2 separate regions of the Mus musculus genome follow, and region 2 is linked to region 1. A link is a contact called in public HiCAR-type data. All regions are on one chromosome and are shown on one strand. Each heading gives the region's core, a stretch centred on a gene start, on an enhancer-like site or on the middle of the called end of the contact. The rest is flanking DNA. Distances are from core to core; before and after follow the strand shown.

The links. HiCAR-type assays count read pairs that join an accessible place to other places.
Region 2: a HiCAR-type map of PVALB interneurons shows a contact between it and region 1, with 2.6 times the contacts expected there. The contact joins two enhancer-like sites. A contact is called at or near these places in 3 of 484 Hi-C or Micro-C datasets (cerebral cortex, forebrain and peritoneal macrophages), 1 of 115 datasets of contacts at active chromatin or transcription factors (PVALB interneurons) and 1 of 9 other capture datasets (embryonic stem cells).

Annotation. Positions count from the first base shown.
Region 1 is chr16:90,503,996-90,506,722 of GRCm38.p6, forward strand. Gm35882 (a long non-coding RNA gene) reads right to left here. Exons shown (of 3, transcript XR_003951976.1): 2 at 1,528-1,728; 3 at 164-396. Among named protein-coding and RNA genes, the nearest start is that of Gm35882, 3.7 kb to the right of the region's middle. Within about 2 kb of position 1,401, at least 5 of the 459 cell types and tissues checked have an H3K27ac peak or open chromatin away from gene starts, as enhancers often do. A contact at or near this core is called in PVALB interneurons, where this site is marked.
Region 2 is chr16:90,579,291-90,581,995 of GRCm38.p6, forward strand. No RefSeq gene overlaps it. Among named protein-coding and RNA genes, the nearest start is that of Gm36001, 30 kb to the left of the region's middle. Within about 2 kb of position 1,296, at least 9 of the 459 cell types and tissues checked have an H3K27ac peak or open chromatin away from gene starts, as enhancers often do. A contact at or near this core is called in PVALB interneurons, where this site is marked.

The sequences.
Region 1 (2,727 bases), core at 151-2,650:
TTCCATGTGTTCCTCACGAGTTCAATTAATTAAAAAAAAGAAAACCCCCTTAAATAGAGATCTGCCAAGTTTATCTCCAAAGGACCACACAGGCGATATTTTCAGTTTAGAGATTTTGTTTTTGTTTTTCTTTGGTTTTTATACTACTACAACAACAACAACCACAAACTAACAAACAAAAACGTCCATTGAATTGTTGTTTTCCTTTTGCAAGGATCTAAAATAGAAAATCCATTTTATTCGGTGGACATACAAAAGTCGACCACGGCTGCCTTCAGCCCTCAGGATGCGGTTGGCTGTGCCCTGACGTTGTCTTCACAAGGACACTGTGAGGTGTCAGATTCTCTGTCTCACAGGCATGGTCATGGAGCTCTGACCTGTGCTGAGCCAGGACTTCTGCAGTCAGACACCAAAAAAAAAAAAAAAAAAAAAAAAAAAAAAAAAAGTGTTTTAAGAGGTTGCCTCATGGGAGAGGACCAGAGAAAGAGGGAAAGAGAGGAAAGAGAAGAGGGAGGGAAAGAGGGAGAGAAGGACACACACACAGAGACTGAGACAGAAAGAGGGTGGGAGACACACACAGAGACAGAGAGAGTTCCCCATTCATGATGCATGGGTCATTTGGCTTTCTGTGCTCTCAGCAGGATCCATGTAAGCTCACTTGTTAAGTGTTTGGAAAATGATTTAACCTAACAGGGAGGCAGAGGTTAGGACCCCAATTTTCCAAACTTTATCATCCTTTCTTATTTTGCTTTTGGTGTCAGTCTATTTTTCATGATTATAACTAAGTGCCTTAGGCAGAATAAAGGAGTTCACTCAGCTCAGGGTACTGGTCCGAGATTGGCACCTGCTTATAGATGTGGGACAGTTGTGTCCACCCATCCTCCAGTCTCTCTTTCCTATGGAGCCCCTGGTACTCAGTGGCAGGGCGGGGCTCCATCCTCATCACCTCATGGTGTCTCCATCAGCTCCGAGAGGCCCCACCTCTAAACAAAGTGGGATTGCATTTTCATACCCTCACAACGGGGATCAAGTTTCAATGCATGCATCATTCAGGGACACACATCCCAGCCATCCTCGACCCACAGCAAATGTGCAGGGCCCTTCATGAGCACAGCAATGCTTGGGTAGAGCCATGGTGACGCCAGTCTGCTGAGGCCATCAAGTACCCGACGCTGGACTCCATTCCTGTCTCTGTGAAGAGTGGTTCCGTGCCCCTGTCATCCAGCTGCTTCCCATTTCAAGCCATTTCCTTCTTCTCTATTGCAAAGAACCCCCAAATCTGGGCCCTCGTTTGCATATCAAAAGGGGATGCTTTGCTCAAAGTCTAAATGGAGGACAACTACGACTATGATGGTGTGAATCAGAATGATCCCTCTCAACTAGTCACGGCCATTAGTCAGAACCAGATGACACAGGGCCACGGTTGGATAAGTATCCCTGCCAGGGAGATACAAATTGTGTCTTCTGAGTCAGAGTTCCAAATAGCCAAATTCAAGTGTCCTTCCCACCCACGGCCACTTCAATTACGTGAGCCATTCTCGCTGTCATTTTGGCCATTCTTGAAGAATCACAGCGACCTTAGAGTTGACCTGTCTCTGGGCTCCAATCCTTGGAAGTGTGAAGCATCGCCAGGAAACGGATTCTCAGGATGAGCACAAACCGGCTTCTTGGAGATTTTATAGTTTTTATAACTCACAGCTGATTGCTCAGCAAACTTTAATTTGTCCTCTATTCAGATTCAAAAAAAAAAAAAAAAAAAAAAGATCAGAATGAAATGTTCTCAGCAGTATGGCTCTCCTCATCCTGTCTGCTTTGAGACATATCAGCAAATCATGGCAGAAAGATGAAGTCAAACTGGACCTCCCTTGAAGGCCAGGATTGAGAAACGATGCCTCAGAGGACTCTTGGTTCATAGGCAATAGCATCTGTCTCTGAGCCCAGTTCCCAAACAGCTAACCCAGAGGACTCTAGAATGGAAAGGCCCCTGGGGGGGGTGCTTTGGGGAGCATGGCATCTGGAGGAGTTTACCCATGCTCTTTAGCAGAACTTTGTACTTCAGGGAAAGTGGGCACGAGGGTGAGCATGATAGGAGATTGGTTTCTGGGAAAGGTTTGAAGGAGAAGGGTCTGTGGGTGGGATGTGCTCTACCTCCTCTGAGTCCTCTCAGTTTTGTGATGCAGCCCTGAATATACTGCATGACAGTCATTGCATTAGAAAGAGCCTGGAACCACCCCTTACTTATTCCTGCACCTGTGTGCAGCGTCCAAGCATGTACTTAAGGATAGGTTTGTGGGTAGATGGATGACGTATTAGTTACCTTTCTCATCACTCTAGCTAAATCCATCACCAGAAGAGAATTTTAAAGACTTGATAAAAATGTGGTTCAGTTTTTATCATGGCGAAGAGAGCATCATGGAAGAGAACAGAGAAGTTCACATCCTGGCTGAGGGACACGCAGAGAGAAGAGAAATGTCCGTGCTCACCTGCCTTCTGCCTTTCACCTTCCTTCGCATTTATCCTTTTGAGCCCTCACCCTAGAGGATGGTACATGCCCATTCATGAGAGGTCCTGCTTGCTTAGTTAACCCTCTTCAGAATTGCGCAAGTGGACACACCTAGAGATGTGTATCCACAATTCCCTAGGTAATATAAAGTTAGTCAGGTCGGCAGTAAGTGTAACCACCATAGAGGGTAAATGAACGGTGCTTACATGGATGGGTGTGAGTGC
Region 2 (2,705 bases), core at 46-2,545, 75 kb after region 1:
AGAAATCCACCTGCCTCTGCCTCCCAAGTGCTGGGATTAAAGTCGTGCACCACCACACCCTGCTCTCTCTGTTTTTTTTTTTTAATCACTCCATTTATTTAAATCTCAAATGATATCCCACTTCCTGGTTACCCCTCCACAGCCCCCCCCCATCCCACATCTGCCCTCTCTTCCTGTCCCTTTGCCTTTATGAGGGTGCTTTACCACCTACCCACCCTCTCTCACCCCACCACTCCAGCATCCCCCTACACTGAGGCATCAAACCTCCACAGGACCAAGGGCCTCTCCTCCCATTGATGTCAGACAAGGCCATCCTCTGCTACCTATGTATCTGGAGCTATGGGCCCCTCCCTGTACATTCCTTGGTTGGTGATCTAGTCCCTGGGAGCACTGGGTGATCCGATCACCCCACATTGTTCTTCCCATGGTGTTACAATCCCCCTCTGCTTCTCCAAGCCTTCTGCCAGCTCCTCTGGCGGGGGGGGGGGGGGGCTGTCCCCAGGCTCAGTCTGATGGTGGGCTCCAAGCATCCACATCTGCATTGGTCAGTTGCTGGCAGAACCTCCCAAGGAACAGCCACACCAGGTTCCTGTCAGCCTCTTAGTAACAGCAGCAGTGTTGTTGGGGTTTGGTGTCTGCAGACAGGATGGATCCCCAGATGGGGAGGCCCCTGGATGGCCCTTCCTTCAGTCTCTGCTCCATTTTTTTAAAAATCCCTGTCTTTCCTTTGGACAGGAACATTTCCTGGTTTAAAACTTTGAGATGGATGGGTGGTTCCATCATCCCTCGACCGGGGACCATGCCTATCCACTAGAGGTGGTCTCTACAGGTTCTATCTCCCCTTCACTGCACATTTCAGCTAAAGTCATCCCCACTGGGTCCAGAGAGCCTCTTGCTTCCCTGGCGTCTGGGACCCTCCAGTGGCTATCCCCAGTTCCTCATCCCCCACTGCTACCTACTTTTATTCCATTTCCTGACCCTCTGCACCTCTCTCCCATCCTCCTCCTTTTCTCTCTCTCTCCTACCTTCTTTGTCCTTCCCAGCCCTCCCTCTCTCCTGCTCTCTCTCTCCTCCCTCTTCCCATCACTGTAGCCCCCATGTCCTCCTCTCCCCCATCTGTCCATCTTTCTGTCTCCTTAAGCAGGCCCTCTTGAGGTGCACAGATGAGGAATGTCAGGCATCCCAGGATGGCACCATTAGGGTAGCTGCTTGCAGACAGCACCTGGGCCCTGGGGACGAGGAGGAGGTGGCCTGCTCCATCTGTATGTCCTTCTGCTTCACCAGCCCTGTCTCCACGGCTGTTTTTAGCAGTGGCTTAACTCGCAGGGACACAGCTTCAGCCCTCACAGTGTCATCCAGACTGCAGCTGATGCGGGGGCTCTCCCTCCTCGCTGTCACGGGACGCTCTCTGCCCTGCTTTTTGACATTGTGAGGAATCTGCTTGGACTGCTGAGGACAGGGCTGCAGTTTCAGTGGAAACCCGAGTGCCTGAGGGGGCCCTAATAGGGATGCTGCTCCCACTGGACAGGCCCTGATGTGTCCAAGGGATAAGGGACAGTAACCAGCCTTCTAAGTCAGGTCTTCTCTGTGACCTGAGGACCATCACCCACTCTCCCTAGTGGCAAATCACCAAACCTACCACCTTTCTGAAACGGAGATAAGTAGATATAAGGGGCAATGAGTGGGTCCTATCTAATTCCACTTCCCCTTAGTTCTTCCCTGGGTCAAGGCACATCTTGGGATCTCTGCAGGTTTTAGCTCCAGGGGATGTTGGAGGAGGAGGAGGAGTGCACAGCGGGTGAGTTTCCTTTCCTTGCTGGGCTGAGTGAGCAGTACCGAGCAGTCCCGAAGCCCTTAGAGATGTTGCACAGAGATCCCAGGCCAGAACTTTCAGCTGTGAAAAATGATCAGCGATTCCATTCTGTTTAGAAATCGTGACACCTGGGCTCTGTTTATTGATTTGGGGGATGAATAACGTCAGGTGAATGTGGCTCCCAGCATCCTTGTTCTCCTCCCACTCTCTGCTGATTATGGACCCAGCCCACCAAAGGCCACCCTTCCCAGGGCCCTCTGCACCCACCGGTGAACATGCTGCTCAGTTAAAAAAAAGGGGGACATTGTGGAAGAGATGTGTGAGCAGCCACCAGGGACGCTGCTGTCCTGTACACCCCTTACCATGATGAGTAGGTAGCCTCAAGGGTTGTGACACTTCATTCTGATCATCAACGTAATTGCAGTAAGAAATCCCTAGAGCGTTAGTGGGTAATACCTGTGGGTGCATCTGCGAGACTGCTTCCCCAAGTGTGGATTGCATTATCCACTGGACTGGAACCCTGAACTGGATAAAAAGGAAAAGAGGAGAAAGCTGAGTGAGTGCAAGAACCCCCATTCTCGGCCCCCTGTTCTGTTCAGAGAGGAGCAAGCAGCCTCCAGAGGCCCTTCCTCCCCACCCCCATATACCTCGTCCCCACGCCCCACTCGCCCCACCCCCCAACCACCTCCAACCCCACCCTGTGCCTTTGTTGTCACAATGGATGGCATCCTGTGAGCTGTGAACAGAAGGGACTATAAGCTCAAGTTGCTTATTGTTCTGTATCTGACTACAGTAATGAGAAAGGTAAACTTCATAGGAATTTGGTACCAGAGGTTCTGTGATCAATACGATCGACCACGTGGCTTGTAGGCCCTTGGAGTTGGTTTGTGGA